Regions from separate parts of the Mus musculus genome. Here region 2 is linked to region 1. A link is a contact called in public Hi-C data. All regions are on one chromosome and are shown on one strand. Each heading gives the region's core, a stretch centred on a gene start, on an enhancer-like site or on the middle of the called end of the contact. The rest is flanking DNA. Distances are from core to core; before and after follow the strand shown.

The links. A called contact is a pair of places that touch in the nucleus more often than the background predicts.
Region 2: a contact with region 1 is called in a Hi-C map of the N1E-115 cell line, with 2.4 times the contacts expected there. The contact joins two enhancer-like sites. A contact is called at or near these places in 1 of 15 datasets of contacts at CTCF or cohesin (pro-B cells), 2 of 484 Hi-C or Micro-C datasets (the N1E-115 cell line and nephron progenitors) and 1 of 115 datasets of contacts at active chromatin or transcription factors (T-cell acute lymphoblastic leukemia).

Annotation. Positions count from the first base shown.
Region 1 is chr15:63,308,794-63,312,404 of GRCm38.p6, reverse strand. No RefSeq gene overlaps it. Among named protein-coding and RNA genes, the nearest start is that of Gm41335, 46 kb to the left of the region's middle. Within about 2 kb of position 1,739, at least 3 of the 459 cell types and tissues checked have an H3K27ac peak or open chromatin away from gene starts, as enhancers often do. A contact at or near this core is called in the N1E-115 cell line, where this site is marked.
Region 2 is chr15:63,595,724-63,599,086 of GRCm38.p6, reverse strand. No RefSeq gene overlaps it. Among named protein-coding and RNA genes, the nearest start is that of Gm25702, 120 kb to the right of the region's middle. Within about 2 kb of position 1,681, at least 3 of the 459 cell types and tissues checked have an H3K27ac peak or open chromatin away from gene starts, as enhancers often do. A contact at or near this core is called in the N1E-115 cell line, where this site is marked.

The sequences.
Region 1 (3,611 bases), core at 490-2,989:
ATTTCTCATTTATTAGTTTTTGGTGTCTAGTGAGGCATTGTAGCCCTGCTACAGCATAAATTGATTTATAACTTTTTTTTAGTATACAGAGAAAGAGAGAGAGAGAGAGAGAGAGAGAGAGAGAGAGAGAGAGAGAGAGAGAGAGAGAGAGAGAAGCTTCTACTGTTCTGTCTTGTTGTCTTTACCCAAGGAGCTTCAGCTCTGTTTCTTCTTCTACCTTGCCTTCTCCACAACATCAGTTTGACCCTTCCTGATCCATTGTTTGTTTTAACCCTTTCTACCAAAGCTTTTCATCCGCTCTCCCTTGAGAGCACCCTCTCATGATTGTCAAGGGCTTATGATGTTTTTTAAATAGTAAACTACCATGCTGTCTTTGTTATTTTTTATTTACAAATTTTTACTCATATAGGTATTTGGTCTGCATAAATATCTACACGTCATGTACATGCAACGGCTGTGGAGGCCAGGGGAAGGCATCAGATCTCCAGGGACTAGAATTCAGACTTTTGTGAGCCACCCTGTAGATGCTAGGAATCAATCCCATGTCCTCTGGTAGACAATCTGGCACTCTTAACCACTGATGCATCTCTCCAACACACATGTTTTTCTTTTACTAGCACGATGGGGATAAATTACATTTAATTGTAAATTTTATTTGGTTTCTTAAAGGCCTAGGATATTAGTAGTATATATCTTTGGGTGATTCTATGGAGGTATTTCTACAGGTGGTTAGATGATGAATGGTGTGAGCTAGTGAATAGTTTAATTTCTTGATGGACCTACAATACTATGGAATTATTGGGAAATTGTGAAAAACAGAAGCTCATGTCAAATTAAAGAAATTAGGAAATTGAGGGTGAGTTTTCAGGGCCTGTATCTCGCTCTGGTCCATTCCAGCTCTGGGCTTCTTCCTGTTCATCACAGCCTTCCTGGTGTTACTTCATAGATTTGCTATTTAACTATGTGTTTGGCTTTTTCCCATGGCCTTTGAACCTCTATTTTTGATCTGGGTACTGGAGGGTTAGGATCTAGATGATGATCTTGAGGGCATGGGTTAACATTGAGATCCAGTTTAGCATCTTGGATGTAGAACATGTGTCCTCTAATGTTCTCTCTGCAGAATTGTATGAGGTTTTGCTTTTTTCATACAAAGGTAGATAATGTTAGGTCTCTACACAGCATGACAAGGAAAGCAAGTAACCAGGAAAATTGGAATGAGAAAAATAAAAGCAGAATTACTTAGATGAGAGAAGAGGGTCCTTCTAATATCTCCTGTCTTCATCCTCCTATCAATGCCATAGACTATTAGCATGGACTTCTTCTCACCTGGTCCACACAACTAAGTGGTCAGTTTTTCTTTTTGCTTTTTTCTGGATGAACATCTCAACAATTTACCTAAGCTTTCTTTTTAAAGGAAGATTTAGTCAGAACTGACATCTGAATGGGAGGTCTCTAATACACAGGGATCTAGTCAAAGGCTCCCCTGGAACTTCATACCTCTTCAGAGACAAGGGGGTCTTAACCTCACTCTCAATTTATATATCAATCTATCACCTTGTATGAAGATTAAACTCATTGTAATAGGAGGCAAAAAAAATTCCTTTGTTTTACTCCGGAGGGAGAGAGCTAATGCATTTGAATCCCCCCCCACCCCCGCCATGTCATGGACATAAGATTAATGCTGATGTAATCCAATGTGTTATCTGTCTGCTGTGTCTCCTTGTGTCTCTAATAAGTCAATAGAGCCACACTTTGCTAATTGAAATCTGCTTGCTGATGGAGTCTTTCTGTGGAAATGAAAGGTGGCTGCCACAATCTGTTGGGAGTTAAATTAATCCTCCAGGAGTGAGCCTGTCCCAATTACTCCCTTCAGCAACACTGGGCTTGATTTTGCTGACACTGAGCTTGTGGGTATAGCTCAACATGAAACTTGGCTATTATTTTCATGAATTACCTTAAACTCATTTACCATGTCATTATGAGATTTTTCTTGATGTGAAACTATTATTCACTATTCACAATGCTTATTTGAAAGTGTTCTTGTTAAATATTCCTCATTGATAAGAACCTTAGCTACAATCACTCTTATAGGTTCATGGGTGTTTCCCTTGTCCTAGGTTTCTAGTTTGTCCCATAAATCTACCTCCCTCACCAGTCCCAGTTCTCTCTTGTTGTGGATAGCCCTAGGGCTAATTATATTTTACATTAATTCAGTTCTTCTGTGAGTGGTTTCGAACAAGGAATGAGTCAGCACTCAGGTGATTTCCTATAAACCTGCTTCCCACCTTAATTTGTAAAATAAAGGAGAGCTGATGATTGGGCAGATAAAAGAGAAGGTGGGGCGGAAGGTGAGGGAGGGGATTCAAAAGAGGAGAAAGAAGAAGAGGAGCAGAAGCACATGGCCTGGAGAAACCGGAAGTTCTAAGGGGTCTCATAAATGTGGAAGATGGTAGTGTAGTGGTAGATCTGCCCAATCTAGGCTCACAGCATGTATTCATATTAATTGAGTTGTGTTTTTATTGCCGGGCATAATTGGGTTGGAGATTTACTGCAACACTCTCTCAGTTCTTTCTCCCTCCATCCTTCACAGACTTGATCCCTTCTTTTTTTTTTATTACGTATTTTCCTCAATTACATTTCCAATGCTATCCCAAAAGTCTCCCACACCCTCCCCCCCACTCCCCTACCCTTCTCTGCCCCTACCCTTCTCCCACGTCAATCTCTCCCTTTATCCACTCTCCAATGTCCATTTTATTTCCCCTTCCAAGTGAGATTCAAGTCTCTTTCCTTAGGTCCTCCTTGTTACTTTGCTTCTTAGTGTCTGTAGATTGTAGCACGGTTATTTTGTACTTTATGGCTAATATCCAGTTATAAGTAAGTACATACTATGCATGTCTTTCTGGGTCTGGGTTACCTCGCTCAGAATGACATTTTTTAGTTCCATTCATTTGTCTACAAATTTCATGACATCTGTGTTTTTAATAGCTGAGTAATATTCCATTGTGTAAATGTACTATATTTTCTTTATTCATTCTTCTGTTGAGTGGCATCTAAGTTTTTTTCCAGTTTTTAGCTATTATGAATAAAACTTCCATGAGCACAGTTGAGCAAGTGTCCTTGTGGTATGGTGGATCGTATTTTATTTATATGCCTCTGAGTGGTAAGACTGTGTCCTCAGGTATTCTCAATTTTCTGAGAAACCTCCAAATTGATTTTCAAAGGGGTTGCATGTGCCGAAACTTTAAGGTCAAAGTCTACCATGCCCAGATAGCTCCTATGAGCTTGGTGCAAATTGGAGAACTCTCTTTACCAGCAGGGTTTCCCCTTCTCTGACCTTATCTGAGGAGCTTGATCCCCCCCAGACTCTCTACCCAAGGAAGATAACATAGCCCTTGGCAATCCTATAAGTTTAACGTCCTCTTTCCTGAGAAGAACTACCCCAGAAAGTACCTGGGATTGCTGAAATGCATCTCCATACAAATGAGGCATTTACAGTACTTAAATTCTATCCAATGATTTTATATCCACCCTGAAAATTCTTTTCTGCAAAGTTCATACATATGCCTTGGTCACCCCATGCCCCAATCCCATTGTATAAAGTGTATGCACAT
Region 2 (3,363 bases), core at 432-2,931, 290 kb before region 1:
AATTTGTGTCCACTCTGAGGTGTAGTTTCCTAAGGGTTCCACTTCTGAGCCAGAGCGGTTTCTTTTAAAACAGGTCCCGGACTTCTAAATTTTTGTTTCGTGAAAACTCTGCAGCGGATTATTGACTTAGGTTTTTCTCCTCTATATAGGAAACATTTTCAGTCCTTTTCGAATTCACACCAGGAGTATTTATAGTAAGATCCACATGTCTATTCACAACCGTTTAAAAGCAATATAGGCCTCTGCAATTATGCCTTTACAATTATTCTGGTTCCTGCCCAGTGTCCAATTTCTAAGCTATTTCTACATTTTTGAGTCCCATTTCACAAACACTCCATTTCTAAGAGGAGCAGGACTATGAGGAATAAATATAAAGGGTTCATTGCAACAAATTGGCTTGTGAACCTGTAGGTATGCCATAGGCAAATGCAAAGCGTAGAATTAATTGTCTGAATTTGTGGTAGATTGAGAGGACTGGAGCTTTTAGATGTGGGCTGAAATGTCCATAGCTGAAATTTTCCTTTTTTCTGAAGGAAGTCTGAGGACCAGGTTTCTTTCAATCTACTGAGCTCTGCCTGTAAAAATTATCTTGGAAATATTCCTTACTTAAAGTTAATTGATTATGGACTTTAATAACACCTATAAAATACTGTTATAGAAACACCTGGATTAATGCTTGTCTTTGAAGAGCAGCACTATAGGCTAGTCTAATTGATATATCCAAGGGACCCTCAATGAACTTGATCTGACTTTCGAAAGGGACCAGTGTTTGTTATTCTGCTCCAAGGAATGTCTTAAACTCTTGATTCAGACCCTTTTATACATTATAGGTCAGTTGCTTTCTCTTTGCTATTTTTGTGGTGTTCCACATGTTCTCTCTCTCTCTCTCTCTCTCTCTCTCTCTCTCTCTCTCTGTGTGTGTGTGTGTGTGTGTGTGTGTGTGTGTAGACCAGAGGAAAACCTTGGATATTGTTTGTCAGGCATCGTTCACTGTGTTTTTGAGACAGAGTCTCTTATTGGACTGGAACTCATTATATAAATTAGACTAGCTAGTAAGGCAGCTCTGCCTCCACGGTCCTTGGGCTTACAAACACCGCTATGTCTGGCTTTTTAAACCATAGGTCCTGGGTATCAAGCTCAGGTCTTCGTTCTTGCAATGCAAGCATTTTACCAACTGAGTCATTTACCTAGCCTTTCACATACCTTGGCATTGTAACATTTACTGTGTTTCCTTACAAAGTGGTTACTTAGCCAAATATTAACATCTGAGTTCTAAGACATTAGAACTGGCTATCATATGTAATGCCTGATGCTGCACAAGGGTTTCATAGGTCACACTGAGGTGTCTACTGATCCATATCAACGTAGAAGCTTGCTTTTGTTTGTTTGAAAGTCTTCCTGGTGAATATTTATTTGAATAGATAGTGAGATATATCATCCACCATATTGAGATAATATATAGTAAATTTTTATAACTTTTGGTACTACCCCCAAAGCATACCCAGACCAATGGCGAATAGTGTTGATCTTTGTAGAAAGCCAGCTGATATATTTGCATAAATGGACAGCAAGCAGATTCTCTCTCCCTGAGATTCTCTTTAAGAGAGAGATTATTGTAGTGAAGCTTGGCAGAACTGCCGATGGTCTAGTTGAAGGAAAAGGCCAGAAGACATGAATTCAACTTGTCCTTACGCATGGAAAGATCTAGGCAGTTGTTAGTTGCTTCACAGTGAGTGCAATGTCAGGATCTCTTCCAGACTTAGCCCCTACATAATAGTGTTGTATCAGGGGCAGAGCAGAAGGAAAGCTGAATTCCAGTCCAGCCTGGCATCTTTGGCTTATTTTGTAGCATTATTCCCTGTTGAAAAATAGTTAGCTAGTTGTAGTAGTATGTGGCTGTAATTCTAGCACTGGGAGGCAGAAGTGTGTGTGTGGGGAATTACTGCAAGCTTGAGGGCAGTCTGGATGATATATTGAGTTCTAGACCAGCTAGGCATATGGAGTGAAACCCTGCTTCTAAACTAAAAAGTAAATAAGCAAATAACTATGAAAATGTCATGTTCTGAGTAAGGAGTGTGACAGATGAAAGAGGGCTGTAGGGTGCTCAGCATTCCAACGCAATAGCCTCTGGATAGGATCATGTGTCCATAATTTGCTCCTCTGATGGCTTTCATGTAAGTTTGGAAAAAAAAAGTGAATCTTTTGGACAATGGATATTTTACTGTAATTTAGTGGAAGACAAACTGTCAGGACAACTTGATTCTAATTTGATATGTAGAGGTCACAATCCATAATTGTGCCTGAAGTTGGCAGAACTCTGTGAATGTGTGTGTGTTTATGTTGAATGTTATGTGTATCTGTGTGTGTATGTGTGAATGTGCATGTAGAGGCCGGAGGACGACATAGAGACTCTTATCTATAGTTCTCACTGTATTTTGTGAGACAGGTTTTTTTACAGAAGACCATGAAGCTTGCTAGTCTGCCTGGGCTGACTGGCCTCTGAGCTTCTGGGACTTAACTATCTCTGCTCCTCCACACACTGAGATTGCAGGCAGATGTGGCCACGTATAATAGCTTTTTATCTAGGTTTGTGGATTTGAATTCAGGTACGCATGCTTCCATAACATATGCTTTTATCTACTTCTTACCTAGTAAACCATCTTCCCTGCTCTGGAAGGACTTTTTGTGTCAGCTTCAGATGGAAGAAACAAATAGAATTGTTAACTATATATATTATTCCACCTCTCAAGGAGAACATAGACTTTGTAGTCAGAATGAATAGCTTTAGATGTGACCCCCAACATTGAAACAGGGGTGATGGTTAAGCGGTCAGAAATTTTTCCTATTTTTGCCACATGCAATTGCTTATGCCTTTTCCAGAGGACAGTGTGTGTGCATGTGTATGTACATGAGTGTGGGTTAAGAGGACAGTGTGTGTGTGTGTGTGTGTGTGTGTGTGTGTGTGTGTGTGTATGTGCATGAGTGTGTGTTAATCTAACTATTTTGCTTGTTCTCTGGGTCCGTCTTCTACTGTTAACTCTATCTCCTTGGGTACTGGAAGTCACTTAGACCATGCCAGTTTTTCAAATCTTGCTCTAGATTGCAACTGAGCAGTAAGGATAATAGACGGCTATTTGCAGTCAGCATATGCAGCCATCTAGTCTCCATTCAGAACTGGGCATGAGAACATTGTCAGTCACAGGGCTTCTATGCTGTACCATTTCCTCTCTTCCGCAGAAACTGTCCTTTATGGTCAAATAGGGACAGAAGTAGGGATTAAAATAGGACCAACATTCAAAAGGAAACCATGCAGAAGTTGAAGAGAAAGCATTCTCAGAAGGAAGTGGAAATACGGGAAGATCC